Linked DNA regions of Mus musculus: region 2 is linked to region 1. Evidence: chromatin contacts called from public HiChIP or PLAC-seq data. All regions are on one chromosome and are shown on one strand. The core of a region is the stretch at or near the end of the contact, and the rest is flanking DNA. Distances in the headings are between cores, read along the strand shown.

Region 1 (7,648 bases), core at 3,023-5,522:
AGTCTCTTTATATTTGATGAGGCTTATCCTACCTTTGTCTGAGCCTTCTCGGATTGACCGCCTATTGTCAGGAGCTTCCTCCGAGGAACCGCTTCTGCTTCCCTGGGAAACCAAAACTTTTCTATTTCCAAGGTCTTTATTCCTTAGGGGACTTCCCAATGAAACTCCATCTTTAAACCTGACTGGCCTCAAACTCGGAGCTCTGCCTGCCTCTGCCTCCCAAGTGCTGGGATTAAAGGCATGCACCACCACCACCAGGCTGACTTTGGTCTTTCAAATAGTGCTAAGACTCTGAAAGTATATGGGGACTAGTTAAGTTGGACTGAATGCACTTTGCATTATGAGAAGGCAAGGAGCCTATGGGAGCCAGGGGGCTGGAAAGTGATGTTTGAATGAGAAATGCCTAGATCCATTTTGGGCATTTGAATCCTTGGTCCTCTACTGTGTTTGTGGAGGCTTAGGAGGTGTGAGCTTGCAGCAGGAAGTAAGGTCCTGGGAGAGTTTACCTACTGCTCCTGTCATTTCTAGTTCACCTTCTCTGTTTTGTGAGCTCATAAAGATCGGGGCTTTCAACATCCACTTCCTGCCAGTATGGTGTGCCCATTCCTCTGCTGCTCTTCCCCGACATCACAGACTCGTACCCCCCAGAACCATAAAACCAAAAGAACTCTTTCTTCTAGAAGTTGCCTTTAAAAAATAAACTTTAAAAATTTTATTTACATTGGTGCTTTGCCTCCACATATGTCTGTATGAGGGTGTCAGATGCCCTGGAACTGGAATTATAGGCAGTTGCGAACTGCCATGTGTATACTGGGATTTGAGCCTCGGTCCTGTGGAAGAGCAGCGAGTGTTCTTAACTGCTGAACCATCTCTCCAGCCCTAAATTGCCCCTTTTTTTTTTTTTTTTTAAATCACAGCAAGAAGCCGGGCGTGGTGGCACACGCCTTTAATCCCAGCACTCGGGAGGCAGAGGCAGGCGGATTTCTGAGTTCGAGGCCAGCCTGGTCTACAGAGTGAGTTCCAGGACAGCTAGGGCTATACAGAGAAACCCTGTCTCAAAAACAAAAAAAAACAAAAAACAAAAAAAAACCATACACACATACACACACACAAATCACAGCAAGAGAAAAGCAACTGCAATAAGCCCCTGTCTCAAGTAAATAAATAGACCACAGACTAGACATTATGGGGCACTTCTGTAATTTTAATATTTAAGAGCAAAGGGCAGAGGATCAGGAGTTCGAACTCATCCTTGAATTTAGATTCTCAAATGTGAGAGTGAGAAAAAAGAAAGAAAGAACGTCATAGGCCATTGAGATAAGTCACTGGGAAAAGCTGCCAGATGCCAAGCCTGAAGCGCGCATGCATACACACACACACACACACACACACATACATACACACACACACAAAATAAATGTAAAAAGTTTTCCTCACTGGAAGTAGTGGTAGTGGAGGAGGGCTGGAGAGATGGCTGAGTGCTGAAGAACACTGGATGCTCCTCCAGAGAACCTGGTTTCGATTTCCAGCACCCACCTGGTGGTTTGAGCCTGTCTATAACTCTATTTCCAGAGGATTTGACATCCTCTGGTTTCCATGGGCACAAGGTACAAGAAACACACAGATGTACATGAAAGCAGTACACTAATAGACATAAAATAATACAATTTAATTTTTTTGAAGAGGCTGAATATAGCATTCAGCATGTAGAACTTGCTCCTCTTCCAGAGGGACCAGGGTTCAATTCCCTGTGCCCGTGTGGCAGCTCACATCAAGTGTGCACCACACATACATAGTGGACAGATATCCGTGCAGCCAAAACACCCGTACACATGAAATAACAATCCTTGTAAAAGAGAGGAGCGTGACTTCACACACAAGATCAGCTAGTGACAGACAGACGACCGTAACACAGTCAATAAAGGAAGGCATTAATCACCGCTTCAGTTCTCAAGGTATTGCAGTGTGTTCATCCCCGCACTTGGGAGGCTAAGTCAAGAGATCTTAAGTTCTAGGACAGCTTGGGCTATGTTTAAGACTGATCTTGTCTAAAAGTAAACAATGTGCAAACCTTCCATAAAACAAACAAACAAACTTCATGCATACTGGAGAGACAGCGCTGACATTAAGAGCACATGCTGCTCTTGGAGAGGACCTGAAGCAATTATAACTAACATTTTCTTTATATAACGGTCAAAAAAGTTACCCTGGTGGTGGTGGTGGTGCACACTTTTAATCCCAGCACTCAGGAGGCAAACGCAGGTGGATATCCAAGTTCTAGGCCAGCGTGGACTACAGAGCAAGTTCTTGAACAGCCAGGGATACGTGGGGAAAACCTATTTTCAAGTATTATCGATTGGGGGCTGGAGAGAAAGAAAAAGTATAAGCCAGGCAGTGGTGGTGCACACCTTTAATCCCAGCACTTGGGAGGCAGAGGCAGACGGATTTCTGAGTTCGAGGCCAGCCTGGTCTACAAAGTGAGTTCCAGGACAACCAGGGCTATACAGAGAAACCCTGTCTCAAAAAAAAACAAAACAAAAAAAAAAACAACAAAAAAGTATATATATATTATATGTTTCTGCCTGCAAGTATGTTTGTGCCCTACATGTATGCAATGCATGCTGAGGTCAGAAGAAGGCTTTGGATCTCCTGGAACTGTAGTTCCAGACTTCTGTGAACTGCCCTGTGGGTGCTGGGACTTGAACCTGCGTCTTCTGGATGTGTGACTTACCTGCCGAGTCAACACTCCAGCCCTACTCCACACATTTAAAAAAAAATAATAATAATACTCTTTGAGGATAAGTTTTAAACATCATGTCTCTTTATCTCTAATCATTTCAGCAGTTTTCTCCAAGAAGAAAGAAAATATAGAAGAAAATACATGTCACCCCAATCTCTCATTCAACAATCAGACAGACAAGGATTCCATATAGAGTATTTTCCCACACACCCAGCATTCACTGATTTTTGCAGCATACAATGGTTGGGTGTCTGCCAAGGACATTAGAAGTACATGCCAGGAAGAGTAAAAAGACTTCTCTTACTTTATTTCACACTATCACACATACTCCACAGTACAAAAAGCAAAAAACAAAAACAAAAAAAAACCCACCTTATATTGATAGTAACACTTACTATACAGACACATTTTGCTAATTATTTTAGTATTGTCCTTTATAGCAAATCTCTGTTGCCCCGTGAAAGATGAAACCCAGGCCCGGGTATTTCACTTATTAAACATGTCTGTTTCATATTTATTTGTTTAATTTTTAGGGCTGGGGATGAACTCAAACTCAATGCATACACTTATCATTGAGCTATGCCCCAGAGCAACCGTTTTCCATAGTCTTTTTTGTTTGTTTGTTTTTTTCGAGACAGGGTTTCTCTGTATAGCCCTGGCTGTCCTGGAACTCACTTTGTAGACCAGGTTGGCCTCAAACTCAGAAATCCACCTGCCTCTGCCTCCCGAGTGCTGGGATTAAAGGCGTGGGCCACCACTGCCCGGCTTCCATAGGCTTTAAGGAGTAACATTCTTCAAATTGAATGGCACAGGAGAATTTGGAACAATACAGACCAGTTATTCTGGAAGATGGTTTTGGCTTTTGTTTCTCTCCTTTCTCTCTCTCTTTCTCTCTTTCTCCCCACCCTCCCCGGCTCTCTGTTTCTCCGTCTCTTTCTCTCTGATTTGATTAATTTTATCCATTTGAAGAATGGACAGCCATGCTGTGTCATCAGTGCGCCATGCTGTGTTCATATTGATGTTAATATGAACCAGTTGGTTAAGGCGATGCCTGGAGTTTGTCTCTATTACAAAATGACTTTCTCCATTTTTAAAAATTATCTTTGGAGTTTCCTTTCAATTTCAGGGGAATTAGAATTTGTTTTTAAAGTCATTTCTTTTAGCAAGTAGATCCCTATCAATGCTGAAGTGATCCAGTGATTCACTGTTTCGCCTTTGTCAATAAAGTTGCATGAATGAGCGCTAACCTCTACGGAAGGGTGCGGCTACTTCGCGGCATGGTCTGTCGGGATTTGTAGTCTGCGGGCGCTTCCGTCAAATACCATCCCACAGAGTACTGTAGAGAAAGAGCCAGAAGCCGAGAGGGCGGAGAGGAGGGTTGCGAAGTCCGAGCGCTCTGCATCATGGGAATTGTAGTTCATCGCGCGCGTCCCGCCATGCCAGCGCCGGAGGACAGGACTTCCTTTCCCAGTAGGCCCCGCAAGCCGGCCCGGCAAAACCCCGCTCCGGCTTGAACAAATCAAATCGAAGGAAAGAAACTGCCGGCTTTCAAAAATCCTCCTCCGCCGCCATAATCGCTGGGGATCGTGGAGCAGGTGGTGTGCACGAGCTAAACGAGGAGCCGCGGCAGCAAGGAGAGGCAAGCAGACTGGTCACTGGGCCTGGCCCCCACGCGGACTCTCAAGCAGTGACCGACGCGCGCGTTCCGTCCCCCCACGCCGCGGTGCCGCTAATTTGTGGTGAGTCGGGGCCCTCACGCTCTTCCTGTCACTTGCCTGGGCCACCAGGGTCTGGGTGGGGCGAAGCGATCGCCTTGCTTCTACCCTTTTGATCACGCTGCGCCCGGCTTTGGGGGATGGGACGCTGGGCGCCGCTGCCCCTTGTACGTTTGGGGAAACTGAGGCCTAGAGTGGCCACTAGCCACAGCTTCCTCTCGGCGGTGGCGCCTCCCGTTGCCATCCATCTCACCTGGAGGCGGTAGGAAGCCGGCTGGCGTGCCGGGTGGGGCTACGCAGTCCATCGTTGCCTACCCAGTCGGCCCACGTCCGCGCGGGAAGCCTGGCATGAGTCACTGCTGACGCTTGGCTGGGTCGATGGATGGCCGTGCACCTGAGGACGTCCCCCACGCGGCCGCCCAGGAGGAGAGGGCGTTTGTGTATTGACCGTTTGTGCCTGCTCTCTCCCAGGCCGTCTGCTGACCTTGGATAGCTCAATACCATCCCTGTTTTGCTTTGGTTAGTCATTCTTTAAAGTGAATTGGGGAGGGCTTGTGTGTGTGTCTGTGTGTCCCTTCCACCTGGAGCCCTACCTACCACCACCAGTTTTTAATCTCATTGTCCCATCGTGGAACTGTAAGAGGTGGCTGAATTCCAGATAGATTTTTACTCATCTTCGTGTTTGTTGGGTTTCTGGCCCGTGACAGCTGGCTAAGGTGCCTATTTAACCTACCAAAGCGGACATGGCCTCCAGGTTCTCCCAGAATCCCTCAGTCCCTACTTGAAGTTTCCAGTCCCGGGGCTGGGCTTGCTTCTCTCCCCTGAAGCTCTTCACTATATAATCCTGACATTTTGGTCTTCTCACTTACCCTTCCATTCCTCTGTCTGCATTTCTCTCACTTTCTGCATATGTGAGCTCGTTTTTCCTTCTCTCCCCCACCCCTCTGTCTCCCTGTTTGCAAGGCGACTTTCCTTCTTTGGGACCAGTGAACCCACTAGAGCGCTGTCCCCAATAAACCTGCCTTTATACTTTAATTTGGTTTGAACTAGCTTATTTGGTCTGAGGAGACTACCTCTCAGTGTTGTCATTCTTTGAGCCCTCGAATATCAGGCCTTATACTGGGACCCTGTTCCTGTCAAAAACAGCTTGGTGTACGCTTAGTTGCTTGAAACCTTCCAGGGACCCTCCTGGTCACTCATACTGATACAGTAATTAGAATGTCCTTTGTTATCTTTTCTCCTCTGCTCTGACCATGGCCCCTCCTGTCGCCCATGAGCCTTTGCATATTCTGCTCCCTTTGTAGGAATGCTCTTCCCTTGATTTTTGCTTGGCTCAGTCAGTGATATCTTTAGTTTCTTTACATACACCACCTTTAGTCATTCTATTGTAAACCCTACCCTCTGCCCCCAAAAGAAAACTGGCAAAAACCACCTTCTTCTTTGCCCCTTTCCTGGTGGTTTGTGTGGGTTTTTTTGTTTGTTTGTTTGGTTGGTTGGTTGGTTTTTTTGTTGTTGTTTTTTTTTTTGTTTTTTTCAGACAGGGTCTCCTGTGGTCTAGGCTGACCTTAGCTCCTCTAGTAGTTGAGAATGGCCTTGAACTCCTGATCCTTCTGACTCCCTTCCCAAATACTAGATCATAGGTGTGCCCCAGCACCTGGCCTTTTTTTATTATTTTATTTTTTGTGGTGCTAGAGATTGAAACTAGCCCTTCACAAATACTGGGCAAGAGTTCTACCACTGAACTGCCCCTTCCTCAGCTCCATGTACTTTTTCAGTAACATGCAAAATATTTTTGATTTTAGATTATAAGCTTCAAGGGGTGTGTGATATTTGTTCTCCTGGTATTTCAAACAGTATCCAGTACATGGTGCTCAATACAGTGTTTTGCTGAGTGCTTTAATCCTGACTTGTAATTTATGCTTATTGACTAATAAATCAGGGTGTTTGGGGGTAAAATAAGTAAAGATGATGGGCAGCTGGCCAAGCCCAGAGAAAGTCTCATATGGGCAGGCTGTCTTGAGGCCCAGGACATTGGAGGGGCATTGGTAGCATTCATGAAACTGGAGCAATGTCTGAGAGCTATAACTCAATCTAAAGGTAGAGAGAGAATTCAAGTATATGAGCCCATGGGACTATTCTAATTCAAACCACCACACCCTGCTTACCTGCCACATTCTTTTTTTTTTTTTTTTTTTTTTTTTTTTCCCGGAGCTGAGGACCGAACCCAGGGCCTTGGGCTTGCTAGGCAAGCGCTCTACCACTGAACTAAATCCCCAACCCTCCTGCCACATTCTTTTGGGGAACATGGAGTTATCCATTCTCTCCTCTCTGTGGTAGTGCTGGGGCTTGAACCTACAGCCCCCTATGCCTGATAGGTCCCTTCACTTAGCTGTATGCCAGCCCTACTTTCCCATTCTGCTAATTTGTTAAGCTCCCAGCTGTGGGCAACTTTGTCTCTGGTGGTGACATTATGAAATATATATTTGGTTATAGTCCTACTTCCTGGCATAGAAAACACCTATCCTAATGCTGACTGCTGGCTCAGAGTCCCTTGGTTAGTACTAGGGTAGGTGGAGGAAGTCATTAGAAAAACCTAAACAGAATTAGAGAGTGGTACTCAGATTTATCATCAACGCCTGTGATTTAACCATCATGCTTATGTAACAAAGTCTATAAACCTCAGAAAGGACAGGGCCCGGCAGGCTCCCAGCTATCTGTACACAGGAGAGTCTTGTGCGTGGACGCTCTGGGCTTTAACTTTTCTCAGACTTTCCTTGGTGCATTTTTTATGTTTATCTGGCTGTTCATTTGTAGTCTTTACATACCGTTTGCTGGCATGATAGCACACACCTGTAAGCCCAGCACTGGGAAGGCAGAAGCTGAGGCCTCTCTGACTTTGAGGCCACCTTGATCTACAGACTGAATTCAAGCCAGCCAGAGATACACATTGAGACCCTGTATATGAATGAATGCATGAATGAAGTTGTTTGTTGGGGTTTAAGGTATAGTTAAATGTGAGAAGTCTGGGGTACCATCCCCAGTACATACCCACACATACACCTGTCCTTTACAATAAACCAGTAAATAACTTTACTTAAAAAAACAAAAAACCTGTTTTCCCTGAGTTCTGTGAGTTCTAGCAAATTAATTGACCCCATGGGGAGAGTCATGACAACCCTAGTTTCTAACCAGT
Region 2 (7,789 bases), core at 4,981-7,480, 110 kb before region 1:
AGGTCCTGAGCTTTCTGAGGAAAAGCCCCAGGCCCTGTGATGGGACATTCTAGTGGAGGGGGAAGATGGGAATAGAGCCCCATCATCTTGCCCTTAACACTCAACACTCTGATCAGATCCATAGCAGAAGAACGTGTAAGGGGCAATGAGTACCTCGAGAAGGCACCCAACCAGCCCTGGAAGGCTTTACAGACTCCGGAAGGGTGGGTAAAAGTAGGGGAGGAACCAGAGCTCGCACATGCGCCAAGTGCCACAGTGGGCATCTGTTGAGATCCTTTGGGTTTGGTTTTGAGGGAACCCAGCGGGGTTGGTGGTGAAGCCAGAGGAGGAACAAGAGTCAAGGTTAGAGGAATGGGAGGGAGGCAAAGTCAAGAGCAGAGCAGTGTAGCACCAAAGCCACCAGGGACAGCGAGAGTGCAGAACTGTAGAACCTCAAACCATGAAACTCTAAATATTTTTTTAATATTGTTTATTTTTATTTATTTTATTTTTTATTTTTTGGTTTTTCGAGACAGGGTTTCTCTGTATAGCCCTGGCTGTCCTGGAACTCACTTTGTAGACCAGGCTGGCCTCAAACGCAGAAAGCCATCTGCCTCTGCCTCCCGAGTGCTGGGATCAAAGGTGTGCGCCACCACGCCCGGCTCTATTTTTATTTCTGTGAGTAGAAATGTAGCTATCTTTGGACACACACCAAAAGAGGGCATCAGATCCTATTACAGATGGTTGTGAGCCTCCATGTGACTGCTGGGAATTGAACTCAGGACCTCTGGAAGAATAGTCAGTGCTCTTAACCGCTGAGCCATTTATTTCTCCAGTTCAACTATGAAACCCTTAAAAAGAAAACACAGGTCATGGTGCTTGCCACAAAAATGACAATTTTATACCCCCGAGACCCACGTGGTAGAAGAAAATAGCCCAGCAAGTTGCTCTTTGATCCCACAAGTGTGCTGTGGTACATGTGTCTCCTGCCATACCCTGCACAGTATAAATCAACAGATGTAATTTAAAAAATTAAGAAAACAGGAAAGTCAGGTATGTCAGCCCACATCCCATGGTGCCAGCTCACCTCCTGCAGCGCTCAGGAAGCAGAAGCAGGGATTTAAGAAGTTAACAACTAGCCTGGCCTACACGGCCATTTCCAGGCCAGCCAGGGCTACTCACCGAGACCATGTCTCAAGTAAACAAAACACAGAGGGAACCTTTGTGACCATCATGTGTCCTGCAGGTGACCTGATTGTTTCGTGTCTATGCACTTCCCATAAGAAGAAGTAGTTACGGCACGCTTGGTAACACACCTTTAATCCCAGCACTCCAAAGGCAGGGGCAAGCAATCTCTGTGAGTTCAAGGCCAGCCTGGTCTGCACAGTGAATTCCAGGACAGCCAGGGCTACATAGTGCGACCTTGTCTTGGGAAACAAACAAACAAACAAAAGGAACCCCAAACTGGAAATATCTTAATATCTTTGAGTGGTTAGACATGGTGTGTTGTACCACCATGCTATTATTATTGCTCAGTGATAAAAAATGTCGGATCACTGATGACATGGGACAACGTGGATGAATACACACACACACACACACACACACACACACACATACACACACACACATTGTCACCCAGACTAAAAAGGGAAAAACACATACATAACTCTCTAATTCCATTTAGAGAAAAATTACAGAAAATGTCCACTAATCTAAAAACAGCAGAGTAGAGGTAACTGGGGAGGAGGGAAGAAGACGAGCAGGGATGAGGGGTGGGGAAATGTTGGAGGGCAACCCACAGATATATTATTTTGGTTGTGGGTGGGATGGATTCAAGGGCATATGTCAAGATTTGTTCAATCCAAGCCAGGCATGGTGGTGCACCCCTGCAAGCCCAGCATTTTGGAGGTGGTAGTAAGAGGATCAGCGGCTGTTCAAGTCCCCTCACCCCAAGATACAGACTGAGTTTGAGGCCAGCCTGGATTACGTGAGATGGTATCTCAAAAAAAAATCAATAATGAAGTTACAAATTTAATCATCTGAAGTGGGAAACTCACCTTCTTTTTATTTTTTTAAAGCTTTATTTATTTATTTTATGTATATGAGTACACTATAGCTGTACAGATGGTTGTGAGACCTCATGTGGTTGCTGGGAATTGAATTTAGAACCTCTGCTCGATCCGGGCAAGCCCCGCTCGCTCCAGTCAACCCCGCTTGCTCCGGCCCAAAAATTTATTTATTATTATACACAAGTACACTTCAGACACACCAGAAGAGGGTGTCAGGTCTCATTATGGATGTTTGTGAGCCACCATGTGGTTGCTGATATTTGAACTCAGGACCTTTGGGAAAGCAGTCAGTGCTCTTACCTGCTAAGCCATCTTGCCAGCCCGAAGTTACAAATTTAAGTATGTGTGACAATTGTCCTGAGGGTGGTGCCCCTCAGCCCCTATAGTCCTTGACACTGTCAGATCAATTTATGGCTCTGTGGCACTGCATAAAGTTGGCTTCTCTGCATGTTAACTTTCTTATCTTTCAGTAGTGAGACAAGACCATGCCGAGCTCACGAGGCACAGGGCGCCCCCACACAGTTGGGTTTCTGTGTAAGAGGGCCTTTCACCTTGGGTCGGCTGGCTGGCATATTGATACATGCAAAGAAAAAAATGTGTAAGTGAGAAAACAGGCGTCCCAGCGTCCAGCTAACTTGTCCCAAGAGGCTCCTGGGAGCTTGGCCCATGGGACTTGTCAGAGGTTGGCCTCCGGGCAAAGGGCATGAGCAGCGTACCCCTCTTAGGAAAGGCTGGAAGCAAGGTAAGCAGAGAGCTAGCTGAACCTCAGTCGTTGGGAGGGCAGCTCCAGCCTTCTGTTGTGTCATGGCTGGGGATGAGGCCAGGTTGGCCTAAGGCCCAGAGAGGCGGGCCAGTTTAGCACCATGGGTCTCAGAGGTAGGAAGCATGCTGGGACCTCTCTCTGGACACAATGTCCTAGACTGCTTCACAGCTTGGCTGACTGACAGGGAACAGTGGCTGGCAGAGGGTGTGGGCAGCTGGCCGACTGGGTGGGGGGCAGCCAGTCTGAGCAAAGGGCTTGTTCTAACAACCTGTCCTGCCACCTTGGCCAAGGAGAGGGCCAGCTCTTTGGAGGAAGGAATCTGACATCCCCTGGGGACCTTGGCAATCCCTCTCTACCTCCTACCTGTTTCCCTGGATCACGGACTGCTATCATTTGAGCAAAATTCTCATGAGAACAGAACCCCAAAATGCTGGCCCGGATTCCTTACCTCACGTCCTTACTAGCTGTGTGGGTTAAGTTACAACCTCTCTGACTCCTCTCCTCCATTTTTGTTTTGTTTTGAAATTCTGAGACAGGGTCTCACTATGCAGCCTTGACTGGCCTCGAAGTTACAGCCATCTGCGGGCCTCTGCCTCCTGAGTGCCAGGATTTAAGGTGCGCACCACCCACCCACCCACCCGCATTTCAGTTCTTTAGCTGAAAAATGGCATCTGCTTCTTCGGGTGTGAGTGTGGAAGGCAGTGAAATGGTGACCCCGACAAAAAGCACTGTGGAGTAAGTTTCACTATGGTGACCGCCCGCATTCATAAGCAGCAAGGCTCGTGTGTGCCAGGAACTTTAACGGGCACCGTTGAAAACGCCAGAGTTGCCCCGCCACCTTCATTTCCTACATGAGGGACGCACCGCAGACGGGTAGAGGCTCTCCACCAGCTTCCCTTGTTGGCCAAAGTGTAAAGGTCAGCTGAGTGAGCCCTAGAGGGCTCTCAAAGGCTGGGACTGAATCAGAGAAGGGCTAAGGGGCTCTTTGGGACCCAGTAGCTGACCCCAGATGCCGGGGCTCATTTAAGGTATTGTTGGCAGAGTCTCAGGAACGTGAGCCAAGTACTTAGGAAAGCTGGACTTCTTGGGGGCGGTGGGGGGGAGGGTTGGAGGGGGGGTTAGGTGGTGGTTACAGGCATTCCTTCATGACTCAGCAAACATTTACTGAGGGCAATAGTGGGTGATAGGGTCACATGTGGGTCTGTGGCAGTGCCACTCACAAAGTGTGCAGCTTGACAAGAGGGTGGCTACCAGTTTCCCAGTCTGTGTGTGTGTATGTGTGTGTGTGTGTTTTCAAAACAGGGTTTCTCTTTGTAGCCTTAGCTGTCCTGTTGTCCTGGAACTCACTCTATAGACCAGGCTGACCTTGAACTCAGAAATCCACTTACCTCTGCCTCCTGAGTGCTAGAATTAAAGACATGTGCCACCACCGCCCCACTTTATTTAAAGATTTATTTATTTTATGAATGTGAGCATACTGTTGCTGTCTTCTTCTGTTTTGTTTTTGTTTTTTGTTTTGGTTTTTCGAGACATGGTTTCTCTGTATAGCCCTGGCTGGAACTCACTCTGTAGACCAGGCTGGCCTCAAACTCAGAAATCTACCTGCTTCTGCCTCCCAAGGGCTGGGATCAAAGGTGTGCGCCACCACTGCCCGGCTGTTGCTGTCTTCAAAAACACAAGAAGAGGGCATCAGATTTCATTACAGATGGTTGTGAGCCACCATGTGCTTGCTGGAAACTGAACTCAGGACCCCTGCTCCATCTCACCAGTCTCTCTCTCTCTCTCTCTCTCTCTCTCTCTCTCTCTCTCTCTCTCTCTCTCTCTCTCTTTCTTCTTAAGATCTTACTATATTGCCCAGCTTGGTTCTCCTTCTCTCTTTCCCTCCCCAGTACTCGAGATTGAGTGTAGGACCTCACCCATGTTAGGGCAAGGCTCTACCACTGTCAGGTTCCTCTGGAGCTGAAGTTACATGCAGTTGTGAGCTGAGCTGTCTGATACTGGTTCTGGGAATGGAACTTAGGTTGTTTGTAAAAGTATTAAGCACTTGTAACTGTTGAGGCACCTCTCCAGCTCCCCGGACAGACCTTTATATTTTCTTCTCCAATGCAGAGGCTGGCTGCAACCCAGAAATGCTAAGAAAACCACAAGCCAGGATGCCACATATTCATCCCTTGGTTTCCTCAACTATGAAAGGATACTGCTGTTCCCTCCCCTTTGTTGTTTGTAGGTAAGATGAGCATAAAGCTCTGGCTCACATTCCAGGCCACTAAGTAGAACAGGGACAATGGTTCTCACCCTGCTGGTAAACCAAGCTAGGGAGAGGGGAGAAGTGACAGTCTCCACTTTGCTGCCAGCATCAGGGAAGGTCCAGATGTCTCCCCATCCTAGAATATTTACTCTTATTGGTGCTCAAAATGGGGGAGGGGTTGGAGAAGTAGGGAGTGGACCTATCTGGGACTGCTTCAATTCTGAGGCCAGTCTGAGCTACATAGTGAGTCCCATACCGGTCTTTAATCCTAGCACTTGAGAGGCTGAGGCAGGTGAATCTTTGTGACTTCCAGATAGGCCTGCCAGGGCTACACAGAACAAAACACAAAACCAACCCCCAAATCCTTCAGGCAAACACCTCGCCACAGACAGTGGTCTCCCTGAGGTGGGGACGTGGTTGAGGGGCTACAGTGACTGTTAGATATTTCTGGGAGTCCTCATGCCACCAGACACGGGCTCCAGCTCCACCTGTGACCTTCCTGAGCCAAGAGGCAAGCAGGACCACAGGCTGCCAGAGCAGGGACTAAGGTCCACAAGGAGTTGACTGCCCCAGGGATTCCGGGTTGGGCACTTTCCCTTCTGTATACCAGGTTCGTTGTGAGGGTATCAGAGGACACTAAGTTTCCCAGTCACCTGGCTATTTAACCAGATGACAAGGCTTTTTTTTTTTTCTTTCTTTCTTTCTTTCTAAGCTAGAAGAAAAGGCCATTTTGTAGGTAGGCATACTGAGACTAAGAAGCACAGGTGCCCCAAGTCATGAGAAGAAGCAAGGCACAGCCACCTTGAGCTTCTCTGACACGGTGGAGTGGTTGTAAAAGAAAGTTCCTAAGCAGGGTACCTCCAATTAGAGAAGCCAAGGCCCCAAGTTGGGGTAGGGGGGGTTTCACCCACCTCTGTGGACCTGGCCAACCACGCCCATTGGCGCGGGGTGTGCTTCACTTCCCTGGGGGCTGTCAGAGAAAGCAGGAGGCTCCCAGCGCTACTCCCCCGCCCCGCAGAGCGCACAGGAGGAAGAAGGAAAGGAGGGTTATGTAAGGCGAGTCGAGGGCCGGGCAGGCGGGGACGTCCTCCTATGAATAGCCTGCTGTTCCCTGCGCGTGACTACACAGCCCCCTCGGCGCCCGCCGTGCTGGCCTCCGTGTCCAGGGCCTGAAGAGGGAGGAGCATGAGTAGGGATTTAGGGAGGGAGGAGGGTAGCTGGGATGCTAGGACAGAGGAGTGGAGTCGGTGTTTCAGGAGTACCTGCGCATGAGGTCCTCGGCCTCAGCTCCACGCCCCACCCCCACTCCCTGCCAGGCCACAGTTCGATTCCTGCGGCCTCCTTGCGATGAGGATGAGATCCGCCTTGAGGATATTTATCTGGGCCCTGCAGCCTAGAGCCGGTTCTGCGGGTGCCAGGGCTGGCACAGACCCTCACTCCTGGAAAAGAAGGAAGTGGGGGTGGGGGTGGGGTGGGGCAAGACCGTGGCGGATTACAGACTGCATTTTCTCTCTTGATCAGGGCATCGTCCTCTACTTCTGTGCTGCCCCAGGGAGGCGCCCCTAAAGCAGGGTTGCAGTCACTGCAAGGCTGCTCAACACTGCTGGATCCAGGTTTCCACAACAGTCACCCCCCACCCCACCCCGAAACCTCAGCGCGCGCACTTATACACGGGTCACCTTAGCAAAAGCTGAGGTTCTGGGTTCTCAGAGTTTGGTTTGATTTTGCTTTGTTTTCTAACAGTCAGTCGTTAGACATCCCAGGCTGGCCACTGAACCCACGAGAGTCTGTTTACCTCCAAAGTGTCTCTCTCCAAACTGTCTCTTTATAAACTCTCCCCAGAGTTTATAAAGTTTGGGAACCAAGTCAGGTAGGAGGGGCAGGCCGGGGATTGAGGCTGCATTGATTTTATGAGGTGGGTGGAAAGTCGGGGCAGAGAGCATGTGATAGATAGATGGAGGACAGATGGGGCCAGGAACAGCCAGTCTTGACCTTTCAGTCCCCAGCCCTTTAATGCTTACTACTAGATACAGCCAACCCCAGCCTGGACCTGGACCTTGCCCCCATTTATCAGGTTTGGAGAGGACATGAGACTCGAACAAAGCCCGTTCCAGAATGCGGCGGACTCAAGACCCAATTTAATTCCTTTATCCTGGCATTGGTTAGACATTGACACCAGGATTGGAGAGATGAATAAAAATGAGGGTACAGCTATTAAGAAAAGGTTGGCCCAGGAAGAGAAAAACCATAGCAATAATCACTGCCATTATCATGACTGTGGTCTGACGGCGCAGTGGTGGCTCAGGGCTAAAGCCTGCTAGAAGGTTCCTGGGCAGAGACAGGTGAGGTCAAGCCACACAGCAGAGGCAGTACAAGTAACTGTTCAGAGGCCTGAATCAGCAATCACTTCAGAGATCTGGGAGCTCCTGGTGAGGCTGAGGCTTATGGGTGCAGATTCAAGAGAGAGGAGGCTGCCCTGAGGAGAATCTTGGTCAGATGATGGGCTGGACTTTGTTCAGAGCACAGCAGGGGCAGGAGGGGAAGAGGGAGAGGTGAACTCCAGCCTCTTTCTCACCCCTAAGGTCCATCTTGGCGATAGAGCTGGTTCCTTTCTCACTAGCTACTGAACTAGGAAGGCCAGATCCCATCCTAGCCATCCGTGATGTGCTTGGGGGTCTGGCTTGGAGCAGGCCACTCTGTCCACCCTGGGTCTTGGTGTCATCTATA

What was found. HiChIP or PLAC-seq counts read pairs in DNA pulled down with a chosen protein or histone mark.
Region 2: an H3K27ac HiChIP or PLAC-seq map of microglia shows a contact between it and region 1, with 3 times the contacts expected there. The contact joins the enhancer-like site here to the promoter of Rangap1 in region 1. A contact is called at or near these places in 8 of 39 promoter capture datasets (the C10 cell line, the HPC-7 cell line, cranial neural crest and 3 more), 1 of 484 Hi-C or Micro-C datasets (B cells), 5 of 115 datasets of contacts at active chromatin or transcription factors (the NIH/3T3 cell line, effector CD8 T cells, embryonic stem cells and 2 more) and 3 of 9 other capture datasets (adipose tissue, liver and pancreatic islet).

The regions. Positions count from the first base shown.
Region 1 is chr15:81,726,543-81,734,190 of GRCm38.p6, reverse strand. It overlaps Rangap1 (RAN GTPase activating protein 1), which reads left to right and starts at 4,272. Exons shown (of 16, transcript NM_001146174.1): 1 at 4,272-4,479.
Region 2 is chr15:81,834,977-81,842,765 of GRCm38.p6, reverse strand. No RefSeq gene overlaps it. Among named protein-coding and RNA genes, the nearest start is that of Tob2, 19 kb to the left of the region's middle. Within about 2 kb of position 6,230, at least 217 of the 459 cell types and tissues checked have an H3K27ac peak or open chromatin away from gene starts, as enhancers often do. A contact at or near this core is called in adipose tissue, liver, microglia and 1 more, where this site is marked.